Regions from separate parts of the Mus musculus genome. Here all the other regions are linked to region 5. A link is a contact called in public Hi-C and promoter capture Hi-C data. All regions are on one chromosome and are shown on one strand. Each heading gives the region's core, a stretch centred on a gene start, on an enhancer-like site or on the middle of the called end of the contact. The rest is flanking DNA. Distances are from core to core; before and after follow the strand shown. Region 1 holds the start of Vps18 (VPS18 CORVET/HOPS core subunit). Region 2 holds the start of Chp1 (calcineurin-like EF hand protein 1). Region 3 holds the start of Oip5os1 (Opa interacting protein 5, opposite strand 1). Region 4 holds the start of Rpusd2 (RNA pseudouridylate synthase domain containing 2). Region 5 holds the start of Lrrc57 (leucine rich repeat containing 57).

The links. Promoter capture Hi-C pulls out the DNA fragments that hold promoters and counts their contacts. A called contact is a pair of places that touch in the nucleus more often than the background predicts. Capture Hi-C pulls out chosen DNA fragments and counts their contacts.
Region 1: a contact with region 5 is called in a promoter capture Hi-C map of liver, with 3 times the contacts expected there. The contact joins the promoter of Vps18 here to the promoter of Lrrc57 in region 5. A contact is called at or near these places in 1 of 484 Hi-C or Micro-C datasets (memory CD8 T cells) and 2 of 9 other capture datasets (adipose tissue and liver).
Region 2: a Hi-C map of B cells shows a contact between it and region 5, with 7 read pairs. The contact joins the promoter of Chp1 here to the promoter of Lrrc57 in region 5. A contact is called at or near these places in 1 of 39 promoter capture datasets (pre-B cells) and 1 of 484 Hi-C or Micro-C datasets (B cells).
Region 3: a contact with region 5 is called in a promoter capture Hi-C map of liver, with 3 times the contacts expected there. The contact joins the promoter of Oip5os1 here to the promoter of Lrrc57 in region 5. A contact is called at or near these places in 2 of 39 promoter capture datasets (hippocampal neurons and liver) and 2 of 9 other capture datasets (liver and macrophages).
Region 4: a promoter capture Hi-C map of adipose tissue shows a contact between it and region 5, with 2.8 times the contacts expected there. The contact joins the promoter of Rpusd2 here to the promoter of Lrrc57 in region 5. A contact is called at or near these places in 1 of 484 Hi-C or Micro-C datasets (CD4 T cells) and 2 of 9 other capture datasets (adipose tissue and liver).

Annotation. Positions count from the first base shown.
Region 1 is chr2:119,283,906-119,290,072 of GRCm38.p6, forward strand. It overlaps Vps18 (VPS18 CORVET/HOPS core subunit), which reads left to right and starts at 4,837. Exons shown (of 5, transcript NM_172269.3): 1 at 4,837-5,225. The coding sequence starts at 5,135. It also overlaps the pseudogene Gm14175.
Region 2 is chr2:119,545,064-119,550,746 of GRCm38.p6, forward strand. It overlaps Chp1 (calcineurin-like EF hand protein 1), which reads left to right and starts at 2,644. Exons shown (of 7, transcript NM_019769.3): 1 at 2,644-2,854. The coding sequence starts at 2,788. Exd1 (exonuclease 3'-5' domain containing 1) reads right to left here and starts at 2,564. Exons shown (of 13, transcript NM_172857.2): 1 at 1,944-2,564; 2 at 1,726-1,819.
Region 3 is chr2:119,591,998-119,598,214 of GRCm38.p6, forward strand. Oip5os1 (Opa interacting protein 5, opposite strand 1) reads left to right here and starts at 2,299. Exons shown (of 3, transcript NR_027832.1): 1 at 2,299-2,437; 2 at 4,262-4,345.
Region 4 is chr2:119,033,349-119,039,326 of GRCm38.p6, forward strand. It overlaps Rpusd2 (RNA pseudouridylate synthase domain containing 2), which reads left to right and starts at 1,442. Exons shown (of 3, transcript NM_173450.3): 1 at 1,442-2,120; 2 at 3,570-3,866; 3 at 4,692-5,978. The coding sequence starts at 1,476. The coding sequence ends at 5,411.
Region 5 is chr2:120,605,379-120,611,471 of GRCm38.p6, forward strand. It overlaps Lrrc57 (leucine rich repeat containing 57), which reads right to left and starts at 3,980. Exons shown (of 6, transcript NM_001159612.1): 1 at 3,737-3,980; 2 at 3,540-3,645; 3 at 3,295-3,433; 4 at 2,421-2,689; 5 at 570-755. The coding sequence starts at 3,623. Haus2 (HAUS augmin-like complex, subunit 2) reads left to right here and starts at 4,004. Exons shown (of 6, transcript NM_025475.3): 1 at 4,004-4,167. The coding sequence starts at 4,075.

The DNA.
Region 1 (6,167 bases), core at 3,587-6,086, 1.3 Mb before region 5:
CAGCTACATAATCAATTTGAGGATAGTCCAATTCATATGAGACCCTGTCTCAAGGCTCTCCCTTCAATGAGAAAATAAAACTCTGCCTATTTCCTGACACTGTAGGATGAGCTCATTTTTTTTTTTTTTTTTTTTGGAAGTGTTTAGAGAGTACTCTTCGAGAGTAGACTCTCACAGCAGCTCCTTCTTGGCCAAAGCTGGTTTTCTCAGATGAGGTCAAGACTCTGCCTGAGAACTATCAAACAGATTTGTCAGGTAAAGTAACTTTCAGAGGTTTGTCTTCTGTGAACCAGATGAAAAGGAATTCTGCGGCCCAAGGTGGTTTGTTGGGTGAAGGGGGTAAAGGCCTTGATGTCAAGTTGGATGGCCTGAGTTGGGTCCCTGGAACCACACAGTGGAAAGAGAACTGTCTGCCACAAGTTGTCCTCTGTCCTCCACACGCACAGTGACACATGCCCTCATTCACCCCAGTGTGCACGGCATCAATAAATGTAATTGCTTTTTTAGATGTATTTACTTTTGATGTGTATGAGTATTTGCCTGGATGAAAGTATGTGCACAGACTTTAGATGCCCCTGGAACCAGAGTTACAGATAGTTGTGAACCACCATGCTAGTGCCAGGAACCAAACCCAATTTCTGTAAGAGTGCTCTTGCTTGCTTAGCCTTCTCACCAGCCCTCTAGTTTAAATTAAAGCAACAAACAAACAAACAAGTGATGAAGAATTGCATGAAGGAAAAGTAAACTTAAGAAAATAATAGCCGGTTGTGGTGGTACACGCTGGTAGGATTTGCTGAAAGAGGCAGAGGCAGGAGGATTGTGAGTTTGAGGCCAGCCTAGGCTACACATTAGCCTTTCTGGTGGTGACAACCTCCCTAAGAGAGCAGGCCTCGAAAAGGATCTCTTTCATCCCTCTACTGAGGAGAAGAGGAAATGCAAGAAAAATCGCCTGGTGCAGAGCCCTAATTCCTACTTTATAGATGTGAAATGCCCAGGATGCTATAAAATCACCATGGTCTCTAGCCATGCACAAATGGTAGTCTTGTGTGTTGGCTGCTCCACTGTCCTGTCAGCCTACAGGTGGGAAAGCAAGGCTGACAGAAAGACGCTCCTTCAGGAGGAAGCAGCACTGAAAGCCCCTGACTCAAGATGAGTGGGAACCTTCCCAATAAACACATTTTGAATATAAGAAAAAAGAAAATAATAACAATGTCTAAGGATTAGCCTTGTAGCTCAGGCCTGCTGTCCTAGCATTCAGGAGGCAAGAGAGTAGAATGGTCATGAGGCTTGTTTTGGGGGTACAGAGTAAGGCTTGGTCTCAAACAACAACAGCAATAACAAACTGGACATGGTAGTACGAGTTATGTCATAGTTCTCAGGAGAAGCATCAGGAATTCAAAGTCATCTTCACGGATACCTGGTAAGTTCAAGGCTATCCTGGGCCACATAGTGAGTTCTAAGTCTGCTTGGGACACATAAGACCCTGTCCCAAAAAGCAAAATATATAAAGCGTATATATATTTTTAAAAGATTTATTTATTGTATATAAGTACACTGTAGCTGTCTTTAAACATACCAGAAAAGGGCACCAGATCTCATTACAGATGGTTGTGAGCCATCATATGGTTGCTGGGAATTGACCTCAGGACCTCTGGAAGAGCAGTCAGTGCTCTTAACCGCTGAGCCATCTCTCCACTCCCCAGATCCCCCAAATCAGTTGTTTTGTTATCTCTTGTCCTCTACTTGGTAACAGTCTGACATTTGGGCCCAGTCTTGTTGTTGTCAGTGCTGGGGCTTGAATCCAGACCTATACACTTCAGGCTCAGGGAACTGTTTGTTTGCTTGTTTTATATATTTGTTTGTTTATTTAATATATGTGAGTACACTATAGCTGTCTTCAGACACACTAGAAGAGGGCATTGGATCCCATTACAGATGGTTTTGAGCCACCATGTGCTTACTGGGAATTGAACTCAGGACCTTTGGAACTTACTATGAAAACCAGACTGAACTTGAATTCATGGAGAGGTGCCTGAATCTACATTTTTTAAAAATCTTTTTTAATTATTTATTTTGCTTTTGCTTTTCGATGACAGGGTTTCCCTGGCTGTCCTGGAACTCACTCTGTAGAACAGGCTGACCTGGAACTCACAGAGATCTGCCTGCGTGGGATTAAAGGTGTGCCCCACCACTGCCTGGCAACTCTATTTTTAAACAGATTCTTCCCTGGGCCTGGAACTCCCTCATTGTTAGATTGGCTGGTCAGTCGGTGCTGGGAGTCACCTGTCTTGTCTCACAGCAGTGCTGGGGTTTCAGAGGCTTGCTTTGTTGTTTTAATCACTCTGTTGGGGTCAAAGGTGTGTGTCACCTTACCCTGCCAGATACCTGCCTTAATGTGGCTGCTGTGACTCCTTCCTCAGCAAGCACTTTACCCACGGAGCTATCTCCCCAGCCCTCCCTGGTTTTGAAATAAGGCTTCATGCAGCCTAGGCTGGCCTCTACTTTGTTCTTACAGTCAAAGATGAACTTTTTCTTCCTCTTTAAAAATTTTACCTACCTTTCTTTCTTTCTTTCTTTCTTTCTTTCTTTCTTTCTTTCTTTCTTTCTTTCTTTCTTTCTTTCTCTCTCTCTCTCTCTCTCTCTTTCTTTTTCTTTCTTTCTCTCTCTCTTTCTTTCTTTCTTTCTTTCTTTCTTTCTTTCTTTCTTTCTTTCTTTCTTCCTTCCTTCCTTCCTTCCTTTCTTCCTTCCTTCCTTTTTCTTTTTCTTTCTTAAAATTGAATGCTTCAAGAATTTCCAAGCACAGGGGCCTATGCTAACCTTCTCTGTATTGTTTCAATCTTTTAGTATGTATGCTACTATAACATGCCCCCCCCACTGCTCTCTCTTATTCTCTTATAATTTTATTTATTTATTTATTTATTTATTTATTTATTTATTTATTTATTATCTATATTTATTTATTGTTTTTTTTTTTTTCCGAGACAGGGTTTCTCTGTGTAGCCCTGGCTGTCCTGGAACTGACTCTGTAGACCAGGCTGGCCTCGAACTCAGAAATCCACCTGCCTCTGCCTCCTGAGTGCTGGGATTAAAGGCGTGCCCCACCACTGCCCGGCTTCTTTTATAATTTTGACCTTGAGATTCTAACCCTCCTATTCCCACTTCCTGACTGCTGGGACCATAGTCACCATACCTAGTTCTGTGCTGTGCTGAGGGCCTCATCCTATGAAACTAAACAAACCCTCTTGTCTGCCAAGTAAGCTAGATCCATAGTCTCCAATTTCATTAAAATCTAAACCTTTTCAATTCAACAGCAAATCCAAGGCTGAGGATGGAGCCCACGATGTAGCACTCACACAGTATCTGTGAGGCGCTGGGTTTGATTCTTCGGGTCTGGATCTTAATTTAGTCAACAATCCGCTATTAAATACTAGTAATATTTAAACACAAACTCACCACTCAGTGATTTGTATAACATCCGACTGTCCGCACACCGTTAAGAGATTTTTTTTTTCTCATTTTATAAATGTAGAAACTGAGCCATGAGAGAGTTCGTTTATGCAAATGTCTAATAAACATTCACTAGTTAGTTATTGGTGACTGCCCTGGAGCAGGTTACAGGTAAAGCTGGGGTTCCCCAGTAAGTTCCCTAGCAGTGCCCTGAGCTCAGTCATGTGACCTCCACCCCCTCTCATTTGGCTCCTCCTCTGTTCCCACCAGCCAGGTCTCCAGCTGTCCCCACACTCTCCTTCATCTGCCTGCCATACCTAACCTGTCACTAGGTCTCTGGTGCCTTCCTCTGAGATGGTCTCCCACTTCCCAGCTCTCTCTCTCCCGGATGGATACATAAGGCCTGTCTTCTGCCTCAGGTCTCATGTCCTTTTCAAACACCTGCTTCCCAGTACCAACATCAGATCTTATCCCCAGTTATAGCCTCCAGTGGATCACACGATAGCTTCCACAGTCTGCCCAAGGCCAGCCCCGCTTCCTCTCCACCCCATTACACGGCTTATAGGGTTTCGCTCGTGACTTTCCTGAAGACTATATATAACCCCCTTTTCTTTTTCTGATACTAGGGCTTGATCCTAAGGCTTCCCACATGCTAGACAAGGACAGTCAACATCACTCAACGTATAGAGTGCCTGGAAGTAGCCTGCTTCAGTTTTCCCGGTGACCCTTGCCTCTCCCCCTACACTAAGGAGCTACTATGAGGCAGCTTACTTAACCTGGCCATTGCGTTGTCAATTTCTTTCTGTTTTGTTTTCTGGGGGTCTGTAGCCCAGTCCTTAGTAATCCTCCTGCCTCAGCCTTCCCACTGCTGGAGATTAAATTTTGTATGGTTTTCTTTTTGCGGTGTAAGGAAAAAAAAAAAAAATCCAGGTCTTATACCCGCTGGGCAAGGTGCTTATGCACCACTGAGCCACACTTGTGACCCATTCAGCTACTTCCTCTGGAAGCTAGGGGGCCCTGGGGTGAAAGAAGGGACACTCAGACTGTTCTGCCTGTGCCTGTGAAGGTGGACTGAGGCAGCAATTCGATTGAGGAACAGGAGGTAGTGTGACAGATGGAGGAGCACCGCCGGCCTTTCAGTGACAGTCTGAGGGAGTGAAGTCTGAGCTGCGGAAGCCTAGGATCCGCGCAAGCCTGTTACTGGACGCCGCTGGGAAATCCCGGGCTGCCTCCTAGCGCCAACATGAGGAACTGCAGCAGCAGGGTGGCCCGCAAGCGCTCCTCCCCCGCCGCGCCGAGTCTCCGACAACGCCTCCTTGTGGAGGCTCAGGTGCCCAGGACTCCAGTTAACACTCGCGGCTGAAAAACCCGGAAGCACGTCATAAGCACGCGTCACGGGGGCGGGAGTCAGCTGAGCTGCCTGGGCGAGGTTGTGATTACCTGGGATCTGCTAAGGGGAGCCTATAATCTCTTGGGACTGGAGCTGGGGTGCAAAGCTGCGCCATGGACTAGTTGGGGCTCCTCGATCGTCTCGTCCTTCACAGAGAAAGCGAAAAGGGCCCCAGAATTTTTAAAAGGTTCTCAGGATCTGTCAGACGCTGGGGAAGCACAACTTGCAAATCCAGGACGACCGGGGTCCCAGTTGTGACCCCCAGCCCCCAGATCAGAGATCCAGAACTTGATTGCCATGGCGTCCATCCTGGATGAGTACGAGGACTCATTGTCCCGCTCGGCCGTCTTGCAGACTGGTTGCCCTAGCGTGGGCATCCCCCATTCTGGTAAGTTAGAAGAGGCCGCCTCTGCCCCTTTCTGTTATGGTAGCATTTACGGGGGAGAGAAGCTCTAGAGCTTGCAGCGTGTGTTTAGGATCTAAGCCCCAGGCCTTTCTTGTCTTGCCCAGCTTGTCATTGGTCGAAGTTTGAAAGAGCCACAGGAACAGCCTCGTGATCTAGGCCTTAACTCAAAGGTCCTTCAAAAGAGGGAACTTGGGCTCAGATAAGGAAGTACTTGTTACTTTTGTCTATAGGCTGCAGTTGGGAGAACTGAATATAGGTTCCAGGCTTCTGTGTCTTGTTCTATGGATTTTTTTTAAAGCTTTTGGAGTCTGTGTATGTGTTCGTTCCCACCAGACTTCATCTTGAGGTAGCAGAGGAGGCAGAATGAGCACTGAACTTGGTGGAACGTGAATGTTATAAGTGAAGGAGGGTCGATCCAAAAGGGAATTTTGTTACTGAACAGGAACAATGGAGATGATTGTCCCGGGGTAAAGCTGGCTGCAGTTTAGAGTGTAGGAGAGCAGCGCAGGGTTACCCACACTATGATGATATTGCAGCGGACTATCGAGAAAGCAACTGTAGCCTATGAACTGGACTGATAGGACTGGGTTCCCAGAACTCTCTACATACAATGGAGACTCACTGAACCATACTGTGTGGACAGCAAGGAAGGGACTTTAGTTTCTCTTGGCCAAAGACCATAAGGGAGAATGCCAAAACCATCCTCCCTGTACTGTCTCCCCCCACCCCCGTTACCACTGGGAACGTGCATATCATGATACAACCTCATCTCAGGCACAGAGAACCAATCCCTTACTACTGTCACAAGTGTGGGAAGAGCCCAGGACCCTTCCAATAAAGACAACCAGAAAACTATTTCATGTTGAACTCTTTATGAACCAAGACCCTGTGGGTAGGAATATACTTGGGAAGCAGAAGTATCAG
Region 2 (5,683 bases), core at 1,394-3,893, 1.1 Mb before region 5:
CCAACTACTCTGCACAGTACTAGGGTTACAGGTCTGTGTGCAGCCATGCCCAGCTTTCTAAGTGGGTGCTGGGATCTGACTTCAGGTTTCATGCTTGAGCAGCAAATCCCTCTTACACGGAGCCATTTCGACAGTTCTGTGACTTAGGTAGACTCACATCTGTCAGGCTAGAATTTCCAAAATTGAAAATGAATTCAAAGTGAAATGCTTGGGAAGTAAGTTAAAGATAGGCTAAATGGTTAACCCAGCAGTTAGGGTTGCTTTCTGCTCTTCCAGGGGACCTAAGTTTGGTATTTTCTAGCACCCACACTTGGTGGCTCAAGCCCTCTAACTCCAGCTGCAGGGGATCGGATGCCCTCTTCTAACCTCCACTGGTGAGAATATCTCACACACACACACACACCCCTACCTCTCACTTGAACACACAAATACTATTCTTAAAGGTTACAACAAATCAGGAAAAAAGAACATGCATAGCAAAGAATTTTTTGCTACTGTTTATATTTAGACAGGGTTTCCGCAAGTAGCCCTGGCTGGTCTGGAATGCCCTATCTAGATCATGTTGGCCTTGAAATTCAAAAGGTAACTTCTGCCTTTGCGTCCTCAGTGCTGCAATTATAGATTATCAGGTACCAGGTCTAACAGAGGGTTTAATTGAATATAGCCCTAAAGACAGATTAAAAATTAGGAAGGGGGTACTGGAGAGATGGCTCAGCGGTTAAGAGCACTGACTGTTCTTCCGAAGGCCCTGTGTTCAAATTCCAGCAACTACATGGTGGTTCACAACCATCTAGAATGAGATTTGACGCCCTCTTCTGAGTGTCTGAAGACAGCTGCAGTGTACTTACATATAATAAATAAATAAATCTTTAAAATAAATAAATAAAAATTAGGAAGGAAAAAAAGGTCAGGATGAAGAGATGAGCTTCCAGGCCAACTGAGAATGGGATTATGTATACATCTGACCTCAAGATTTCCATACCACAGTTATGATCTCAATGGGTAAGTTAACCAGGGATAATTAGGAAAACAACTGAGTCAGACTAGAAATTTAGTGGGCAGGGAGGCCTTGCAGGACTCAGCCCGAGTAACTTTGAAGCTAGTAGTCTAAGGTGAGTTGAGAAAGGTGCTACGATATCTAGGTAGTAAGCTGGTTCTAAACCAAGGAGTGAAGGGATCAGACTCGTGAAGCTACAGGAAAACTAAGGCTTCACTTGAGAGGGTGTACACTAACATGCAGCTTTCAGCTTTTTCATCAGCACAAACAAAATACCAGAAGAATAAAATGCACCTGGCTTTGATCCCAGCTCTTGGAAGGCAGAGGCAGGTGGATCTCTGTTAACTTAAAGACCAGCCTGATGTACATACTGAGTTCCAGATCAGCCAGGGCTACACAGAGAAACCCTGTCTCGAAAAACCAAAAAGAAAAAAAATTCGGATTTTTAAACCGTAAGCCAGCAGTTGTTAGGTGAAAGCAGGAAAGATGCAAGTTGAGCCCAGCCTAGGCAATATTGGGAAATCCTGTTTAAAGATTTGCCACTCATGGGAGAATTAGGAGTTTATGCTCAGGACAGCCTGAGCCTGTAAAACCCTTTCTAGAAGTGGAGAAATGATTCTCTTTTCCAGAAAAGCCCTGACTAGTCTTGGCCAGGCTTAAAAATCCTAATTTTTAAGACAAGAAAAAATCCAAATAAATAAACCGTGCTCGGTCACAATCTTTCTCACCTTCAGGGTCCTCTGTCCCCACAGCAAAGGAGTTTGAGAAATTCCGACCTTAATTCTAGTCAAATGGTGAGTTCCTTAAACTAACGAGGGACTACTGTTAAAAAAAAAAAAAATTCTGGGAGTTATCCCGGCACAGCTTTGACGCAAAAAAGTTCTCAACGCCAGCCACTGAAGCCGCAGAGCCGACCACGCCCTCGCCCTCCGGGTGAATTACTTGCCTCTTTCCGGAGGAGCCAATCAGCGCGCAGCCTCGAGCCCATTCCCAGCGCCCCCTGCGGCCGGGGTAGAGAGAGCAGAAAAGATGCTGCCAGGAGCCATGCAAACCCCAGGCGGCTCTCAGCGCCCCCTGCGGCCGGGGGGAGGAGCGCAGGAAAGATGCAGTCTCTAGGCGTGCTGGGCCACAGTGGCTGTGGACTCCCTATTCTTAGGACCAGGGGAGTGAGAGTGAGAGGAGAGGAGAGGAGAAAGGAGGGAGAAAAAGAGATAGAGAGATACAGAGAGATGGAGAGCGAGCAAGAAAGAGTGCACTGCACTACTCTGGGGATCCACCTTAGGGTTTTGTCCCTCGTTTCGTGGGTTTGGTTTCTCTCCTGAGTCTCCGTCACCTGTAGGGTGGGACTCCTGGTACCTGAGTCCTGTGAAAAACCTGCTGGCTACCCTAGTGAGTTTGCCTCTGGTTTGTTCGAACACAGTGGCGAGACCGCACTGCCCTTTTAAGTGCAGTCCCTAGCGCCACAGCGGTATCGCCGCTTTAAGTCCGGCGGCTGCCCTGGTTCCGCGGGGCGGGGCCTGCTTCCCTTCGGACTCCCGCAGCCTCCGGGCTGATTCATTCCGGGCTCGAGAGCCAAGCTTTGACGTTAGCGCCTGCGCAGGGCGCGGCCTCGCTCCCGATTGGCTGGTGTCGGGCCGCCCTCCCCCGCGCTCCACCCCTTGTTTCTCTCCCCGGGCCGCAAGAGAAACAGTGCCCTCTCCCTTCTTGACCCCTGGCCCTTCCCTCCCTCCTTCCCTTCTGCCGCTGCTGCTTCTGGCGCTGCCGCTCCCGGAGGAGCTCCCGTCACGGTGATGGGGTCTCGGGCCTCCACGTTATTGCGGGACGAAGAGCTCGAGGAGATCAAGAAGGAGACTGGCTGTGAGTTCGGGTTGGGGGTGGGAAGGCGGCCCGGCGCCTTCGGCTGGCCTCAGTACTGACAGCGGTCGTCGCTGAGGGCTTGATCTGGGGTGCGGTGACTTTGTTGGGATGGTCCCATGCAGCCTCCGGTGCTTTGGGTAACCGAAGGCTAGAATACCTGTACGTTCATCTGTAGCTTCTTGGAGCCGGGATGTGGTTCCTCCGGTGCTGTCTTGCTCAAAAGCCCGGAATCTCGAGCACAGACACCACCACTCCACTCTTGCCCGTGAAGGTCCGCGAATTTTCTTCCTTATGGTTCCTCCTACAGAAGCATCCTGAACAGTAGATAAAGTAGAAGCAAATCCAGGAAATGTGAATGGTTCCTGGAGAAAACGTTATACATCCTAATGAGGTTTCTGAGCAAGAGCTAAAACTACTAAAATCACACACAGGGAAAAACTCAACAAAGAAGATCATAGAGAAAGGCTTGTGACCAGGAACTGAAGACCTCTAAGCAATCAAGAGTCCAAAAACCCGAGTGAGGCTTTTAAATCTGAATCGTTGGAGAAAAGCCACGGGTATAGTGGTCAAGGTTTAAAGACACAGTGAAGACATTTGTCCTATTTTTATATATATTGATATCTGCTGTGTTGCTGTACTTTATGCAATTGATATTGAAATTGGATGTACTCCAAAATCTGTGAATTTGTACCAGAAACATACATACTCTAGTTTCTTCCTTGTTAACCTGAACAAAGGAGCAACAGGGCTTTGGGAATTGAGAAGCACAGAAAACACCTCCATACCTTTGAAAGGCCCTTGGTAGTGTATGATACAATTGTATGGCTACAATGCTTTCTCAGTGATCCTTTGCGGCTCTCTTTGATTTTCGTAAGCCATGTCTTCATGGTACCTGTCTTTGATGATAATGTGAGCAAATAACCCAGTGGCAGATCGTGCCAAGGAGTACAGGGAACTACGGAATTCTCCAGGAATGAGTCCTTGGGTAAATGACAAGTTGTTCTGGCTGTCTGACAAGTTAAACTTTCTAGAGTATTCAGGTTGAAAGAGATGTGGTCTAGCCCCACCCCCTGTCAGGTTGCTTTGCTTTTAATCCCTTACTAATATGTGGCCAATTTTGAGTGAATGACAGAGAATACTTAGCTTTTTATAGAGTTTGGCCAGTCACGCTTAAGGATTCCATGAGTAAAAATGCACACAGTTGGATTTAGCAAGCTTTTACCTCTGACCCTACTTGTAAATGTAATGACTTCTCTCTGATTATGTTTAAAGCCCAGAGTCACGTCATGGGGAAGTATAGTGAGTATGGAGCAAGCTATTGTTTTGTTTTCTTTTGTTTTTTGATACAAGATCTTACCTTGTAGCCCAGACTTGCTTAGAATTCACTACATAAACTGGGCCTGGTGGTGTCCATACCTTTAATCCCAACACTCCAAAGGGAGCAGAATTTGAGATCAGCCTGATCTACATAACAGGCTCCAAGATAGCTAGGGCTACAGAGGGAAACTCTGTCATGAAAAACAAAATACAACACAAAACAAGACAAACAGAAAAATTCACTACATAGCCCAGGCTGGTTTCAAACTCATGACAGTCCTCTTGCTTCAGCCCCCCCAAGTGCTGGGAATATAAGTATGAGCCACCATGCTTAATTGAGGAAAAGCTGTTTTCTTTTCAGAATGAATGGGACAGTGATGTCATTCCAATTTCATTAGTCCTGGGTGTAGGACTGAGTTGTTTTTCCTTGTGACTCATGGACAAACCTAAGTGATCATGTAAGAACTATTATCCTGGTTACCCAACAGTAACTCAAATATGACAAAGATACCCTAAATTCCCAGCAAAACCACTGTATATATTGATTGGGAAAACCTAATGAAACAAAAAGTGAGTTTTCCCAGTGCCTGTTTAATACTATGCTAGACATTGAGAGCAGATGGTAACAAGACACCCACAACCTGGCCAGGGAGATAAGCCAGAGACAAGTTGTGATTAGCATCAGGGCATAAGGAAGCTAAAAACGTACAGCATCCACCTTCAGAATTTAGGGAAGAGAGTCTATGAGCTGGCTTTGTAGGGTATAGGAATTGGGTTTTGATGCATGAATGGATTAATTTTTGATAAATTAACATAGAGTGTTTCGGTGGCTTTCAGCAACTGTTACACCCTACTTAGCTACAATGCCATTCCTCTACCTTAGGAATTGAGCCATCAGTGTATTTAAGTAGGACCCATCAAATCTCTAGGTAGCAGAGATTTGTTTCTTCTTCTCCTTCTCCTCCTTCTCCTCCTCCTCTTCTTCCTCCCCCTCCCCTTTCCCCTCTCCTCCCTTCCCTCCTCCTCCTCTTCCTCCTCTTTCCCCTCCCCCACCTCCTCTCCATCTTCCTTCCACCCGATTTCTTCTCCTCCTCTTCCTCCTTCTCCTTCTTTTTCCTTCTTCTTTTCTTCATCCTCCTTTTCTTCCTCCTCTTCTTTTTTTCTCCTCTTTTGATAAGCCCAGACTGACTTCAAATGAGATCCTATTACTTCAGCCTCAAAAGGACAGGGACTAAAGATGTGTGCAACACTCCTAAAATGCCTGTGATCCTAGTATTAGGGAGGCAGAGGCAGGCAGATTTCTTGAGTTCAAGGCCAGCCTGGTCTACAGAGCAAGTTCCAGGACAGCCAGGGCTACACATAGAAACATCTTTAAAAAAAAAACTGTGTGTGTGTGAGTGTGTACACACAAGGCCAATGGAGCTGCAATTTAATACTTAGCCACTAAATACTAGGAAAAGTAATTCTGAGTAAGAACACAACTTTCATCATATATAAAACAGAATTAGTAAT
Region 3 (6,217 bases), core at 1,049-3,548, 1.0 Mb before region 5:
ATTACAGATGTTTGTGAGTCACAATGTGATTGCTGGGAATTGAACTCAGGACCTCTGAAAGAGCAGTCAGTGCTCTTAACCACCAAGCCATCTCTCCAGCTTGAGAAACCCTGTCTTAAAAAAACAAAACAAAAAAGTTATACTTAGTACAGTGCTACAATAATTAAGACTGTGTGGTATTCTTCAGCCTCAATTTTGGGTGTGGGGTGATGAGGGGACATGGTTTGTTTATATGGTCTCAGCTATTCTGGAATGCCACTCTGTTGACCAGGATGGCCTCAAACTCATAGAAATCTGCTTGCCTCTGCCTCCTGAGTGCTGGTTTAAAGGTGTGCACCACCACTACCCCAGCCCCAATTCTTAAAAGTAAAAATTTTCAAGAAAAATAAAAACTATAAACTTAACCAAATGAGTTGGGATTGAGGTGGCCAAGGTGGGAGGATTGCTAGAAGCTTGAAGTACGTGCTAGAGATGGCCCAGCAGTTAGAGTCCTTCTTGCTCATGTAGGGACCCACCCAGGCATGAGTCTTAGCCCTGCCATGGTGACTCACAATGATCCCTGACTCCAGATCCTTGGGATCTGATACCTCCTCAGGCACTAAGCAAGTGTGTGGTACATGTACATGCATAATCACAGGCAAAATAATTTACATAAATTTAATCTAAAAATATATCAAATCAAAATACATGAAAAAAATGGATATGGGTGTATTAAACAGATATAGCTCTGATAAGTGCTTGTCTAATATGCATGCAGTCTGAGTTTTCACTACATGTGAGCACACACACATACACCTCAGGCAGGAGAATTCCTCACCTATACCCCATATAAATAGGAAAGACATAGCACCATGGTTTGATGGTAACAGCCCTGCAGTGTCACCTGAACCCCTGCTTAAGTGAGTTGAGGAGGGACAAGACTGTTTCTGCTGGTTCTTTGGGCAGCCCTTCGGCTTAGCCCAGGCCTCATTGCTTGATATCGCTCCTTTGGATTACTGTTGTCTGTGCATCTGTCTGTCCCTACTCAGTCCTGCACCTCACCATATTCCTCCGTTGACACTCACCTGGACCCCTCAGCTAGCTTCAATACTCTGTGTCTTTCTAAATGAGTTCATCAATATCTAACTGTGGTGACTTTTCCCATTTATATCAGCTCTGTCTGGATGTAGTAAAACCTCACTGAACACAGAGGTTTGTGTAATCCTTTGCAGGCCTTCTGTAGTCTAAGTATATACAGATATACAGTGTGCCTATTCATACACAGAGACATACGGTGCAGTGATGTGTGATCTGATAGTAGCTAACACTCAAAGAACCTGTCTTTGGATGGAGGACATTGTTGCTCACTTGAGATTCAGGACATAACCAGTGTGGTAATTCTGTTACATTGCAATTTGAGGCCAGCCTGGGATACACAAGGTCTCTGTCACCAGCCCAGCTATAAAGGGAAATCAAGGCTGATGGCCAGTTGCAGCCAATAAATCAATGTAGCTTGTGAATTTATTATTATTCAATAGGTTCTAACATTCTAATAATAATAACGAATAATGTAATTATTATTATTATTATTATTTTATTAGCCAATAGATTCAATAGACAACTGTGTTTTGTCTTTGTATGGCATAGCATCCTTATCACAGAGGGAAGCATAGAAATTTGGATTTAATAAATGGCCTAGTGATAACCCCGTCATTTAGGAAGCACTGCTTATCCAGAAGAACGTGTGTCATCACCTGGAAGAGTCACACTATTGCCTTCACTACCTCTCCTGGAAATACCGCTAAAGGATCTCTAAATCCTACAACTGGAACAAACAACAAATGCAGTTTAACATTTTCTCAGGCAGCGGGCAGGCCCTTTTAAGGTGAGGAAAACTACGCTACTGTATTGACCTTTAAACAGCAGGCAACATTCTCTCAAGTGGGTCAAAGTCAGAAGAACTGACACCATGAAATTGTTCCTCTGGGTGTAGTGTTAGTCCGGGTATAAAAATCCTTTAGCCAAGAGAGGAATTACTAGTAACAGTATATTTTTACAGTAACGATAATTTAAAATAGTCATTTGGCCTTGTAGTGCTATCTTACTAAAAAGTGAGACTGCCTCCGTGCGGAATGTTTTTCCTCAAGTGAATTACAACAACCCTTTTCCTCCTTAACTTCAACTGGAGCACTAAGCTCCAACAACAAAAAATAGAACCAGAGAGAGGGATTGATTGAAGTACTTCCCAGCCAATCCGCGATGGAAAAAGAGCGCGCGAGCAAGGTGCTGTCCAATCATCACTCGGAGGCGGGGCGGAGCCTTTCGCGCCTCCGCCCCTGGGTTGGCGGACAGGGGAAGGAGCGAAGATGGCGGAGTGAGGCGTGCCCCGGGCAGCTGGCCTGCGGGCCCGGGGCAGGCCTCCCGTGAGAAGCGGAGTACTTGTGCTGGACCGTGTGAGGTGAGCTGAGAAGTCCGTCTGTCTATCGGGAGACGAGCAGCCGGTGGGGCGGCACAACTCGGGACGGGGTAGCGGCGAGCCTAATGAGGGAGCCGGCGAGGCCTGGGCCTGACAGGGCTTTGCATTCGCAGCCGCGTCCGGTCGGCTCCGCCGCCTCCGGGTATGTGGCCGCGTCCTTCCCTTACCAGCGCTCCACGCCCTTCCTTGCGCCCTTCGCTTTGGCCGCTGCGTGCTTTGCCCTGGTTCTCTGAGTTGCACGTACGCCGGCCGTATCGGGAAGCCGCTGTGTGCACCTCCCTTTTATTTTTCTAAGACTATCTCTGTATTGTTTGACCCTTTACCGAAGGCGTCACCGGTTGAGGTTGACAGGCCTGTTGCAGCTCTGGGCATTTTGTGTCCCTGGCGCGTTGACCTTGAGATTTGCTGTAAGAGGCTCCCTCTGGTATTTTCATTTGAGTATGTGTATTACAGATAGACTCTTGCAGCCTTTACCTCATACTCGCCCCTGCCAAACTTTTATGACCGTAGTAAGCAGCTTTGTCCTTGGACGTCCTGATAATGCCCTTATGGCGCATTAGTTTCGGCAAACGGGTCTCAGTGGAATTCACCTATGTTGATTTCTTACCCAGGATCAAGGGAAACGGCTTACGATGCTTTTCTTTTCGTTTTTTTAGAACTATAGTTCTGGAAGTACTGCTGGAATCTCATTTGTGTAGTTGGTGTACACTGGTGACAGTGTAGTACTAACAAGATATTTATATTTGATTCTTATTTAATTTTATCTCTTTGTAATTGGGAGCCCCCTTACTTTTATTGGTATTCAGCTAAATTCTCGGAAAGTCTTTGCTTCTGAATTCTGGATCGGGGAGACATTTGCTGCGTGTGTTGGTGCTCAGGGCCAGAAATTTACATCTATCAAAACCTTGTTTCAGAAATAAACTGGCATATTAGTGAGAGCCAGTTCAAATGGAAAAATCATAATGTGAGTGAATGTTTGTGATAGATTATATGGTTTTTGTTAGCCCTAGACTTAGCAGAGCTGAAGCAGGAAGCACTTGCTTAGGGGGTGAAAAAAAAACCAAAAAACAAAACCCCTCCCCTTTAGCACAAGTAGTTTTTCTTTTTAATATGATCCACAAGTAGAAAAAAATAGGTATGAGCCAGAGGAAGGGAATATAACATCCTTCCTCATCTTAAAAAAGAGAAAGTCGTTTGCTTTCCACTAAAAGACAGCTCTACATTACGGGAGGTTTTCTGCGGAGTTACAGTTTCTCGCCCCTCCAGAGAGACTACAGTATCATATACAGTATCATAAACTCAGAGTTGCATAAAGCTTCAGAACTTCTCCAAAAATGTTATTGTTTAAACACTAATTCCACTAGAGGTGTACAGAAAGTGACATTATGATTATTCCTTTAGAATACTTATGAGAGTGAATTTTTTTAGAATAGATTGGTTGGAATATCTTTGTATACTTAATACCTGTAGTATCAGTAAAGGATATGTAGATCCTTGCTTTGGTTTGAATGAAGATGCCCCCATAGGCTCGTATGTTTGAATACTTGGGCCACAGTAGGTGGAACTTTTTGGAAAGAATTAGGAGGTCTAGGCTTGTTAAAGGTGTGTTTCACTGGCGTCAGGCTTTGAGGGTTCAAAGACTCAGAGCCAGCCCTGCTAGGTCTCCCTCTGCCTCCTGCTTGCTGTTAGAGATGTGAGTGTAAAAAAATGTTTTCTTTTTTTTAAGAATTACCTTGGACATAGTGTTTTATCACAGTGATAAAAAAGAAGCCAAGACACTTATCTTTATGTTCTTTTTATTTTTAGGAACCATATCACACAAGATGAATATTTTCCTGACCTTAGGTGCTTTTATATTCAGCTCAACATTCTGAACTCAGGACTTGGCACGTAAGTAGATAGAGATAATCATCCCAAGTCCTGTTGTAGCGGCTTGAAAGGCTCCATAGAAGCGACATACTAAACTGTTAAGAGCAACAGAAGATGAAGATAAAAATGAGTACAAGCCAGCTACCATGGCTCACCTTTATGCCCAGCTCTTGGGACCTGGGGAACTGAGGTGAGGATTGAGAGTTTGAAGCTAATCTGGGCTATTCTGGGTAGCAAGACATTTGTGTTAATAAATAAAACCCACAAGACCTAGTTATTGAGAATTATTATCTATATGTGCACATGTGTATACACACACACACCTGGCTTCTATTTTGTTTTTTAACCAAAGCAGTTACAGTGTGTCAGATGATAAATCACTCAACCAATAACTTTCACTGTGTACAGAAAACATGCAGATTTAATTAAATTGAATATAAACTGATTAAAAAATAAATGTTGCTAAGCATTAACTTTGTGTGCATGCATGAGCATATGTGTTAGAGTGTGCTCTGGAGGCCGGAAGTCGATGCCAGTTGCCTTCCTCATGTGCTCCTCACCTTATTTTGTGAGAAGGTTGTGTTACTAAATCTGGAGCTAACCAGTTTTGGCTAGACTGGCAAATTAGTCAGCCCTGCCATCTGCTGCTTGCCAGCACAGGGCTTATGTGCAATCGTTGTTGAAGCTTTTTAACATTAGGAACTGGGATGCAAACTTATTTGAACACCAAGCACTCTATGTTTGGTGCATGCAAGGAGATGGCCCCCATAGACTCAGAGAGAGTGACACTATTGGAGGTGTCGCCTTGTTGGAGGACGTGAGTCATTGTGGAGGCCAGTTCTGAGGTTTCCTGTGCTCCATCGAGGCCTAGATGACAGTCTCCTACTGCTGCCTGTGGATCCAGATGTAGAAGTCTCGACTTCTTCTCCAGCACCATGTCTGCCATGCTTCTTTTCATGACAATAATGGACAACCTCTGAACTATGTAATCCGGCCAACCCCAGTTAATATTTTCCTTTATAAGTGTTGCCATGGTCATGGTGTCTCTTCACAGCATAGAAACGCTAAGACAAGCCAGGCGTGGTGGTCCACGCCTTTAATCCCAGCACTTGGGAGGCAGAGGCAGGCAGATTTCTGAGTTCGAGGCCAGCCTGATCTACAGGGTGAGTTCCAGGACAGCCAGGGCAACACAGAGAAACCCTGTCTCGAAAAAAACCAAAAAAAAAAAAAAAAAAATCGAAGAAAAAAAGAAATGTTAAGACAGTAAGCCATATTCTCAGCTCTCACTTCAGTTCTGTTATTTTTATTTTGATAAAGGATCAAAACCAGGACCTCAGTGGAGAGAGGCAGGCGGATCTCTGTGAGTTGAAAGCCAGTCTGCTTCATATTTAGAGTTGGAGAGGACTATCCAGTGAGACACTGTCTCAAAAAACAAAGCAACCTCTCCTCAAAAACAAAACAAAAATCCAAGAAAATAAACCTTAGGATGTTGCATGCTGGGCATCATCAGCCCCAGTTTTCAGTTGTTTGTTTTATATAATATTTATATGTTTTATGCATTTGAATGTTTTGCCTGTGTGTATGTATACCACATGTATGCCTGGTGCCCATGGAAATCAGAAGAGAGTGTTGGAACCACAGAAGGCTGTGAGATGTCATGTGGGTGCCAAGAACTGAACCTGGCTCCCTGCAATAGCAACCAGTGCTCTTAACCACTGAGGCTTCTCTCCAGGTCCTACTGTGGGTTTTGTTGGCTAGTTGGTGAGTTGTATTATGATGGAGTCTCTCTGTGTTAGCCAGCGTAGCCTTGAATTCCCAGTTCTACTTCAGCCTTTCAATTACTGCCATTAGAAGCATATGTCTACATACTCAGTTTTGATTACTAAAAATATT
Region 4 (5,978 bases), core at 192-2,691, 1.6 Mb before region 5:
AAGTTTGGCTCCCTTGTAGGATTCCAGATCTTGAGATAGGATCACAAAGAGACTGATATATTTAGTGATTTTCAAGGGACAAAGGGTTGTGGGGGCAAAGAGTAATTGGCACAGCAGCAAGTCTCACAGTGGCAGCATCCCAAGTGGGGTTCTTCTCCAGCAACAGATAGTTTTCAGAGGCCTTGCTTGCCTTGATTTGGTCTCTTTCCTCAGTCTATACTTCAACTCTTTTATGAATCCTATGAAGTACTAACATCCTCCCAGTAATCCCTGCTCTGATGAAGTTAGCCAGTGCAGTTTTCAGCATTTTGCATTTAAGAACCCTAGCAGGCTAGGGAGATAAAGGAAGGGCTAGGCTCAGTTGGTAAAGTGCTTGTCATGCAACATAGACCTCAGTTCGATCCCCAGAACCGACATTAAAAAGGTGGGCATTGCAGTACATGCTTGTGAGAGGCCCTGTCTCATTAAACAAAATGGACGGCACCAGAGAAAGGTCATCTGAGGTTGACCTCTCACCTTTGCACACACTCATACATACAAGTGCATGCAACTGGCACACACATACACACATAAGACCTTGGCAATAAAATTTTGATCCATTTGAAGTTCTAATGTGCAAGTGGTTCTGGATAAGAGTTCATGGAAGTCAAATAGGCAATCTCTAGTTCTTTTCATGCTGTTAGCAGGAAGGGCAGGTGTGAAAAAAATTGCTTCTGGGGAGTATGTCTATAATACATATGTACATATACAATTATATATAATATGTAATATATAATATATATAATAATAGCTTTATCAAGGTATGTAACATACTATAATATGCAGCCTTTAAGTCATACAATAGCAGTACTGGGTATACTTAAATGAACGAGTGCTTGATACTCTAGGATTCTCCAACACTGTCCCTCAAAAGTAAAAGCAAAGTAGACAAATTGGTACTAATACAGTCATAGCTGTAGCAACTTTCATTCTGATTGGTACTTTTTTCCTGCTTGTTTGCCTTGTATTCGTTTTTTAAAACAATAATAATTACTATTCTTTTGCTTGTCTGCTTTTATTTTGAGACACACTCTTGAATAACCATAGAACTGAAACTCCTGATGCTCCTTCTGAGCTACAGGTGTGCGATACCTTGCGGGCTCTGCCTCTTTTAAGTACACTTTTAGGCGTTTTTTACAGACCCAGGAAAATAGCGCTTATCTATTTGAAATGTGTACCATCATCTCCATTCAAGTCTTTTATGTGGAGCACTCCCGAAGATTTCCTTTAGGAAATACCATCTGATCTCTTCAATGAGTCTACCTGTGACCTTGGGCATAAGGGTACTCCAAGCAAGGACTTCCTCAGACACCTAACTCTGAAAACAACTCACTTTTCCCTTCTTGCAAACCCGCCTCTGTACTGGGATCTTCCTGATTGGTTGTTACCTTGTGACGCCATCAGATTGCGACCCTGAAGCGGCTAGCCGTGCTGTCATGTGGCGGGGTGTCCCGGGCTGCCTACGGGACATTGTGCAGTGGCAGGTGGCGCTCTGGTCCCACAGCTTTGTCCGGACTTGGGGTAGCTGTGGGAAGGCGATGACTGAGGCACTGTCTGCGCAAGCCGAGGCAGCGGGCGGGCTGAAGGCTTTGGTTCAGCCAAATGGAGATGCTGGTAGCAACACGAGCGGAGAGCCGCTCCTGGAGCGCCTGGAGCCGGCGGCGGTAGGGAAGCAGGTCCCGGAGAGCGGGGACCAGGCCCAGGGAGGCGAAGGGCAGCTCCCGAGCAACGGAGAGCAGACCCCAGCTCCAGTCGCCGACTCAGGCAAGAGGAAAAAGCGGAGGGGCGCCACTGGGGAACGGGTCGTGCCGCCTCCGAAGAAACGGCGCACCGGGGTGAGCTTTAGCGATGAGCACTTCGCAGAGACTACCTACTACTTCGAGGGCGGCCTGCGCAAGGTGCGGCCCTATTACTTTGACTTCCAGACCTACTGTAAAGGTCGCTGGGTGGGCCGCAGCTTGTTGCACGTCTTCAGCACCGAGTTCCGATCCCAGCCACTGTCTTACTACGAGGCCGCTGTCCGGGCAGGACGCCTGCATCTCAACGAGGAACCAGTCCAGGACCTCAGCATCGTGCTCAAGGTGGTGTCTGATGGAACTAGCTTTGAGAAAAGGAGGGAAGGTTTTGGGATTTTTTTTGTTTGTTTGTTTTCTCAGACACACCTTATAAGTATGGGAGTAAAGTGATGGTAATTCAGAAACAATCTCATTTTCTCTTGGTGCTCTTTTAGTCCCCGCTTCCCACAGCCCCAAGTAGGTTAGATAGCCTTCCCACGCTCCAGAACTTAACCTGATCATCCTTGCCAGCAAGGCTGTTTGTTTCCAACAAACAAAATGGAAATTCTCATGTTCCTTTAATATCTGCCTTGTGGCAAGGGCACTGCCTACTTTCTACCCTGCATGATATATCTCTGTACAAATAATAATAGAGACCTCATTTATGTGTTCTTAACTGTATCAGGAACAAAGTTAAGCGTTTTGTGCACTCTAACATTAAACTCAAGTGGCAACTTTGGGGAGTTTGCATTGCTTCTTCTCCCCTTTGTGACCAAACTGAACCTCAAAGTAAGGCAACAGTACGATTCCCAAAGTGTGCGCTCATATTAACACTGAAACTCGTTTCCCATGTGTATAGAATTAGGAAGTCAGGGATAGATACTAGGCAGGTGTTTTGTTTTGATTTATTTATTTTATTTTAGTACACTGCAGCTGTCTTCAGACACACCAGAAGAGGGCATCAGATCCCATTTCAGATAGTTGGGAGCCACCGTGTGGTTGCTGGGAATTGAACTCAGGACCTCTGGAAGAACAGTCAGTGCTCTTAACCACCGAGCCATCTCTCCAGCCTTTTTTTTTTTTTTTTAAATTCAGTGAGACTACTATCATTAACACTGGCTCACAGAGATTGTAAGGAGAAAAGGAGAATTTCAGGATTTGGAAATAACCTTCCCCATACAGATTTTGAAAACCATAGGTTTTTAAACCAAGTCCTAGAGGCGTTAAAATGACTTGCCCAAGAGTATGTAGTGAGCTTGTATCAAATCTGTGTGTAGAGCCTAGAGCTCTGAACTTGTGTTGTTTGTTCGTAACTAGTAGAGGTTGTCTCTCTATTTAAAAGACATTTACTTTCAAATATATTTCTGTCAGGATGGTGAGATGTTCAGTAGGTAAAGGTCCTTGCCACTAAGACTCACAACCTCTTGTCTCTGCGTGTGCCGCTGTTATGCATGTACACACATAAATGAATGTAATGAAAAATCTTAAAATACAACTTTATTGTAAAGAGTATATAAAGAAGCAAAAATACTCATTCTCACCACCAAGAAATTCAATCAACTTTGTATATTTTTCAAAACTAGCTGTATGCCTGTGTATATTTTTACAAAATGAGATCTTACTACACCCACTTCTTTTTCTATTGAAGGCTTTACTGTGACCGTTCCTCTGTGTCAGTAAGGAACTGAGGAGCTGGGGTGACTGACTATCTATAGGTTGCTGGTCCCAGGCTGATGTTGCGTATGTTTTTGACAGGACAATGATTTCTTGCGGAACACAGTGCACAGACATGAGCCACCAGTCACAGCAGAGCCTATCCACCTGCTAGCTGAGAACAACGATGTGGTTGTTATAGACAAGCCGTCCTCCATTCCTGTGCACCCCTGTGGCCGCTTCCGACACAACACGGTCATCTTCATCCTAGGCAAGGAGCACCAACTGAAAGAGCTACACCCACTGCATCGGCTGGACCGCCTCACCTCAGGAGTGCTCATGTTTGCGAAGACAGCTGCAGTCTCGGAGAAGATCCATGAGCAGGTTCGGGATCGGCAGGTGAGTCAGGCTTTTGCCTGCTGTACACTGGAACACAGAGGAATCATAAAGTAGATTGAGGGGCATCTACAACCTTCCTCTTTTGAGGAGGCTCAGCACCTGAAGTTCCAAAGACAGCTATCCTGTATGCTTCAGAAGGGCTTTGGAGATGGCCCTGGTAGTTTGCTGTTCTGGAAACATTAAACATTGTTAAGATTTTGAAGAGAGCTCACTTAGTAGGATAAAGTTGAAAGAGGTGCAAGTAAGATTCTTACTGGTGGTGATTATGCTCTGCATCTGGATCATAATTCGCTCATTGAGCACACGCCAGACTTAATCCCCAACACATTAGAACCCAATTTATGAAACGCTTATGGTAGCCCCGTGAGGTAAATGTTTTCTCAGTTCATATTTTCTTTTTAAAAGAATTTCTATTATGTATTCATTTTAGTTTATATGAGTGTTCTGCATGTGTATGTGTATGTGTGTGTGTTCGTTTGCGCACGCGCGTGCACACATGCCCCTGCAGAGGTTAGAATGAGAACAGCTCTCCTGGAACTGGAGTTAGGGATGGTTGTGAGCCACCATGTAGATGCTAGGAACTGAACCCAGGTCCTCTGGGAGAGCAGCAGGTGATCCTAACTGTGGAGCCATTGCCCTGACTTCATACTTTCTAGATGAGATATGGGATGTATAGAGTTTAAGTAACTTACCCAGGTGGTGAAACTGACAACGCTGGTGTTAGAATTTGAATCTTCCTCTCTCAGATACACTGGTGTACCTGAAGAGAGGATTTAGACTCTGTATTCACTTTGGACTGACTTTTTCCCCTTTCCTCCTGTGCAGCTGGAGAAGGAGTATGTATGCCGGGTTGCAGGGGAGTTCCCTGACAAGGAGGTAATTTGTAAGGAACCCATCTTAGTGGTGTCTTACAAGGTAGGAGTGTGCCGTGTGGATCCCCGGGGCAAGCCTTGTGAGACTGTGTTCCAGAGGCTGAGCTACAATGGCCGCTCCAGTGTGGTACAGTGCCGACCACTTACAGGTCGCACTCACCAGATCCGAGTCCACCTCCAATTCCTGGGCCACCCGATTCTCAATGACCCCATCTACAATTCAACTGCCTGGGGTCCTTCTCGAGGCCAGGGTGGCCACATTCCAAAGACAGACGAGGAACTGCTCCGAGACCTGGTTGCAGAACATCAGGCCAAAGAAAGCCTGAGTATGCTAGATCTCTGTGAGAGTGACCTGACGCCAGGGCTCATAGACTCGACAGCTCCCTCTTCAGAGTTGGCTAAAGACAGCCTGGAAGGGTTGGCTACAGCAGCCCAGAAGATAGATGGAATAGCTGAGGCAGCCCCTCAGCATCTGGACACACCAGAGAAGGCAGCTAAAGCAGATGTGACTCAAGAAACAGACCCGCTCTGTGCCGAGTGCCGAGTGTTGCGACAGGATCCCTTGCCCCAGGATCTCGTAATGTTCCTGCATGCCCTCCGCTATAAAGGGCCAGACTTTGAGTACGTCTCACCCATCCCAGCCTGGGCACGGGATGACTGGCAAGAAGACTGAGGAATGTGACCATTGGAAAAATGGCTTCTTGGATTGGAGCAAGGATGGGCCTTGAGACAGGGACTGCTCCCATTGGTTGATACTCAGGTTTGGAGAAGAGCAAGGTTTCACAGTAAGGAACCTTGCTTGTACCTGCTGCTACCTCCTTCCTTCTGGCTTGTTGGGGCTTTCAGATCTGTACATAGATCATTTTTTTCTAACACCTTGTATGTCCATTTTTACTGGTTTCTTACGATCCCTTCCCTCTTCCCCCCAGTGCTTAGGATAGAATCTAGATCCATTAGAAGGCAAGTGCTCTACAACTGACCTCCAAGCCCCTTAGTATTTCTGAGTTTCTCTAGCTCAGGCAGATCTTGAACCCTGAATCCTCCTACATTGCCTCCAGAGCGGGAATACAGGTATGAAACACCATGCCTTGCTTTTTTTTTTTTTTTTTTTTTTTAATTGAGATAAAATTCACATAGCATAAAATTAACCGCTTTAAGATAAACACTGTTGGCATTTACTATATTCACAAACTAGAGCAACCTTATCTCAAGATTTCAAAACATATTTCTCATTCCTACA
Region 5 (6,093 bases), core at 2,730-5,229:
TGTGTGAGGGTGTTGGATCCCCTGCAACAGGAGTTATGGATAGTTGGGAGCTGCCATGTGGGGGCTAGGAATTGAATCCTGGTCCTCTGAAAGAACAGTCAGTGCTCTTAACTCCTGAGCCATTTCTCCAGCCCCCCCTCCCCCAGGGATACTTTTTGACTTACGTTTTTATGTTTTTTTTTTCTTTTTAATTTGACTTGATTAATTTCATACAAAACTAACTCCTTTTCAAGGCAGAATCTCACTATGTAGCCCTGGGCTGGCCTTGGACTCAGATCTGCCTGCCTCTGCCTCCCAAGTGCTAGGATTAAAACCCTGCTCCAAACCTGGCAAAATCTACTTAAATTCATTAATTTTTGCCTCTTTTTTTTGGCTAGGAAACATCAAAAGATGCAGTGCGATAATCAATATGTGGAGAAAGTCACTTGGCACAATACAGTCTGGCCAAGTCTTAGAGCTACCTCCAAAACAAACTTGTCAAATGCTAACTGTAGACATCACTTAAGTTTAATCTCATTAGTTTTTTCTCTGGAGCAGGCACTAAAAATGTAAAAGATGTTAATACACACCTTATCATAACCCTCTAGTTCTCGAAGTTTCTTTATTTCAAAGAGATTGCCTTCCACAGCAAGCAGGCAGATTTGGGAGTCACTGAGGATGCTCTGTGGAAGCATGCTGAGCTCAAGGCAGTTCTCTTCCAGCCGGAGGACCTTGAGGCGAGGACAGCAGGATATCTTCACAGAGAGCTGAGAGATCTGTCAACAACCAAACAGTAAGAGGACAGAGAGCATAATGGCCACGTTACTACACTGAAACAGCTCTTGACTGTGTCCTAGTTTTTCTTTTACCGCCTCCGTTTTCTCACTACCTACTCGCACAGAAGCCTGTAACATACCTTCTGTTACTCCTCCACTTCCAAATTATTTGAAGGTTACCAGTAGCTTTTCAGAAATAAAAACCAATAATAAAAGCACTGTGTATTTATTGTAGGAAATAATGTAAGTTTAAGGGAAAAGCTTACCAGCAAGCTGCCACTCAGAAACAACCACATGAACATCTTGATACCTACCACTCTGCTGAAGCCAAAGTCATGCTTCCCACACTGCAGCATCTGCCTGGACTACCCATTTCTTGAGGCTCCCTCTAGTGCATGACTTCTGAATTTTTCCTGAAAATTTTTTGGGGGTGTCATTTTTTGTTGTTTGCTTTCTTTTTGTTTTTTTGAGACAGAATTTCTCTGAAGCACTGGCCTTGAACTTGCTCTGTAAACCAAGTTTGCCTCTAACTTAAGAGATCTCCCTGCCTCTGCCTCCTGAGTGTTGGGATGAAAGGCATGCATCACCACCACCCTTTTTATTTCTTTATAATTATATTCAAGCAGAAATAAATTCCTAATGCTTCCTATTTAACATTTAGAACCTTCTAGAAAACAATCATTCTTAAAACCATTTCACTTGTGACTTCAAAATCTGTATCAACAGTCCTGTGTACTAATCTCGAATACAGCTGTGTATCTACAGTTTTCACTAAAACTAAATTCTGGTCACTAAATTCTGTTGACTACCTGCATCTCAAACCATCACCTAGGAACTTACAGAAAATGCAGATTCTGCAGATTCTTAGACTTCTCACGTACTGAATCAAACACTTAGGTGACCTTAAGGTCCCCAGGTTATCCAAGTAAGGTCTGAGAAACTGGTCTAGTAGTAGGGAATGTGGAATTATTCAACGAATACCAATGACAGTTCTTTCCTAGAAATCTCAGGAAAAAGACAAAACCAACCTCAAAGGCTGAATATTATGCTAACTACAATTTAGCACAGTAATAACATGAACATAGTAGCTAATATACATGCATAATGTACATATACATAAATGCTAAAAACTCAAGGCTACCGAATCTCAAATGTTTCATCACTGTGCCTCATATCTGAAGCAGAGCACCATCTCCATACTAATGTTAACCAAGGAGCTTCAAAACATTTCACATGTAAAGTCGTCCAATTATAACGTAGCTCCAGAACAGCTATCACATGGATTTCTCAACAATTTCTAACGTCTGACTCTCAGATCCTATGGGTACAGGTCTCATTCCTACACTATATCACCCCTGACACGGCTCCTCACTAAATAATGGGTGTGAAAAGAAAATATCTGTAAAACCTTCGATAGGTTTAATTTTGTGTGTGTGTGTGTGTAATTATCTCACCCTGTTACTCCTTCCTCAAAACACTTTCAACACAATTACACAGCCACTATCAACCCACTCCATGATTCTGGGCATTGGAGTAAGTTCACCTTATATATCTTTTAGCTTCTAATTTCCAACTCCATGATTATCGTTTAAGGAACAAGAAATCAGAAGACCATAAATGCAAACATACACTGGGGAGAGGGGCAAAACAACACAAAGTATGGACCTGGTTCTGGTTGAGATTGAGTTCGATGGCCTGCAGCTCCCCAACTGTGTCAGGTATACTCCGAATCTGGTTTTTAGAGAGATCTACTACATCTAGATGTCTCAGGCAACAAAGCTGGGGGGGTAATGCTCCCAGCTGATTCCCAGAGAGGCTCAGCGTCTTCAGGGCAGACAACTGCCCAAAGGTAGATGGTAGCTCTCTCAGGTGATTGTTGTTGAGACTTAGTGTCTCTAGTTTTTTCAGATTGCATAATTCATCAGGTAGAACAGCTGGTGAAGAAGAAATTAAAAAACAAATCCGATAGAATTAATGACATTTATAAAAAGACAGTATGGTAGCCTGCTTCATCTTGTTTTTGAGACAGGATCTCATTAAGTTGTCTAGGATAGCCTTGAAATTAAGATCTTTCTGCCTCAACCTCTGAGTAGCTGGGGCTACTGTAGGTCTAAGTCACCAGGTCTGGCTTCTTACATAGAATTCTCACAGGTCATGTTTAGGTTTCACAAACTGTTTGGGAGGTTAAGAAGCCATCAAAATGCAGAAAATTGTGTATGTGTGTAAGGGGTTCCTTTTGCTTAGCTGTATTCTAAAAACGATCTGAGGGAGTTTAAAAGATCCTCCCATTCCACCCTGCCCCGAAATTAGATAACTGTTTATATCGATTCCCAAAGGTCTTCCAGGTCCAAATTAACCTAGTAATAATCATTATACCACCCAAAGAGGCTTTTATATTTAATTACAAGAGATTAAAGCTTCAATACTCTAACATTCTGCATCCCCTAAAATGATTTCATAACAAAAATCATCTAACAGGAAAAACACCCTTCATAACTGCTGATTACTAGCAAAAGCTGCCCAGACACAAATTCCATACTCAGTTTGTTGTTGTTGAGGGAGAGGCTCTTTAGCAGAGTGAACTTTCCTATTATCAGAGGCGGTAGGCTGTCAATCTTGTTGTTGGATAAATCGATGGTCCTAAGATTGCTTGTCAGCTTCTGCAACTCTGAGGGGAACTGGAGAAAGGAGCTCACAGTTTGGAAAAATCCTGCACCAATAGTCTTCGCCACCCCGCCAACCCTAGCCCTTTTAGTTTCTTGGTCCGGTCCCCTCAGGTCTCACCTCGGTCAGACCACGGTCTTTAAGCTGAAAGACACCAGTTTTCTGCGCTGTTTCCACATGAGCACGGAGAGCACTGTTACCCATCCTAGCGCCACGGCTCAGTTCCCTGCAGGAAAAGAAGCATAGCTGTCACCGCCTAGTCTAGACATACAGTCGTCGCTAAATCTCCCGTTTGGGTCTCCTGTCCCAATTGTCACCTTCTGCCTATCCCTACTTCCCTGGGGCCAGCCCAAGAGTGGCAAGGAGAAAACAGGCGAGCAGGCAGCGCTACCACAAGGTCCTGATGCTTTGGCAGCAGAGCTAAGGGCCAGGGAGCCTCCGATAGCTGCTGCCGGAACAGGGAGCTTGAGACTCGCCTCCTACCGCTCAGTGCAAAGAAGACTCCGCCAGGGAACACCGGGGACCCGCGCTCGCCTGAGACGCGCTCCCAGGGCTTCCGCCCGGGCAGGAACGCCCTGTGACATCATCAAACCGCGCGCCTGTTCGCGGTGTTGCCCCTCACTCCTCGCGCCAGTTCCAGAGGTGTGCGGAAGCCATGGCGGCCGCCAACCCGTGGGACCCAGCGTCCTCGCAGACTGCAGCTGGGTTACTGCTAAACCACTTGGTAGCTTCGGGCATAGTCACTAAGGTACGTGGGGGCGGCGATGGCGTCATCAAGGTGGCGACAGAATTCTGCTGTGAGGTGGTGGTCCTGGTTATGCGGGCGTGAGTGAGCCAGCTGAGGACTGTGACCATACTCCCGTGGGTTCTTCGAGTGTGAGGGACTGAGTGGCTGGTGCACTGAGTGACTGAGCACTCTGTTTTGAGTGCCTGCGGGTTATCCCAGGACGGTTTGTGGGAGATGGAACAGCGCTCCACTTTTTTTTTCTTCCAGTGACACTACCTCTAGAACAAGTGTTCCTAAGGCTGCGACCCTTTAATACAGTTCTTCTGTAGGACCCCCGATATGGGGACTCCTACTCTAGTCCAGGGATAGGGTGCACCCACGAACACACAAGAATCCTTCTTGTTGCAATACACACGAGGCTTTATTGGCAGAGCTCTGGGCCGACACGTACCTCACACAGGAGGCAGGGGAGTCGACCCCGAGTCTCCAGAGCTAGGGGTTTTTGTAAAAGAAAAAGGGATAGGGATGCGAGGAATTTTAACAAAGGTATGGGATTGGGTCATTCAAACATTAACAGTAAGATTACATGTCAGCCAAAGGGCATCCGGACCTTGTTCCTGTGGGCTGGGGGCTTAACTTTGTTCTCATAGCAACCAGGTGATGTATGAAGCAATGCTGGGCCTCCAAGAAAAGGCCAAAATCTTTCACAGCGTAATGCCATCACAGTTCACCCTTATTATTTTAGCACTATTTATTTAGAGACCGAGTCTTGCTGTGTAGCCCTAGATGGTCTGTAACTCACTATCCCTGGCATTACAGGTGTGTACCGCCATGCCTGGCTGTTAACTCACTTTATAAGATGATATGGCAAAGAGGAGAGGGTAATGGGATCTAATTCTTCCAGCTTGCTGAGAGATACTGGAAGATTTTTTAGTCTTTTTAGGTGTTTCCTTTTTTTTAATGGAGAGGTGTCCTCACTCTATCCTAGGCTAGCCTTGAACACTGAGCCATCTTCCTGCTTCCAGCTCCTAAGACTCCCAAGTCTCTCGTGTCAACCATATGGAGGGCTGAATTTAGATCCCTAACGCCCAAGTAAAAGCAGTATGTGATGGTGCGTGTCCTAGAGCTAGGGGCCAGATACAGGTGGGGCTTGCTGGCTAGCTAGTCTAACCCAATCTATGTTACTATTGGGGTCTGGGCTAGAAAGATTTAGGTTCCTGGCCTCTTATCTAAAGAATTGAAAACAGCTTTATTCTGAGGGAAGGAATAACACAGAATATAGAGAGATATAGCATCAAGATTGAAAGCAGAACACTACAAAGGTCCCAGGTTATAGCCTGAGCTCTAAAGGAAGGAATTGTTTACATACAGGCATGGTTTGAGTGGTTCTCTACTCTTTTTTTTTTTAAGATATATTTATTTTGTAAATGATTATTATATATATATGAATGTATGTGTATCATGTGCATGCCTGTTGCCCATGGAGGTCAGAAGAAAGCATTGGATCCCCATGGAACTGGAGTAAGCCCCCATGTGGTTGCTGGGAATTGAACCTGGGTCCTCTGCAAGAACAACAAATGCTCTTAAATGCCAAGCCAGCTTTCTTTCCAGTCCTGTTTCTCTACTTTGGTTGATAGATTAGGTCAAACATTCTTTTCTTCTAGTGTCCATGTTCCTTCCTATAGCATCTGATTTTAATCATATGTATACTGTAGTGCTTTGAGTGAAAATGGCCTCTATAGACTCATATATTTGAATACCTAGTACCCATTTGATGGAAGGATTTCACCTGTTTGGGAAATATTAGGAAATGTGGTCTTGGTGGAGGATGTTTGTCTTTGAGCGTGGGCTTGGAGGCTCTTTTGGCCTCATGCTTATCTCTCAACACGTAAGTTCTCAGCTTCTTCTCCCATGCTATTTCTGTCTGCAACCATGCTGTCTGTCAAG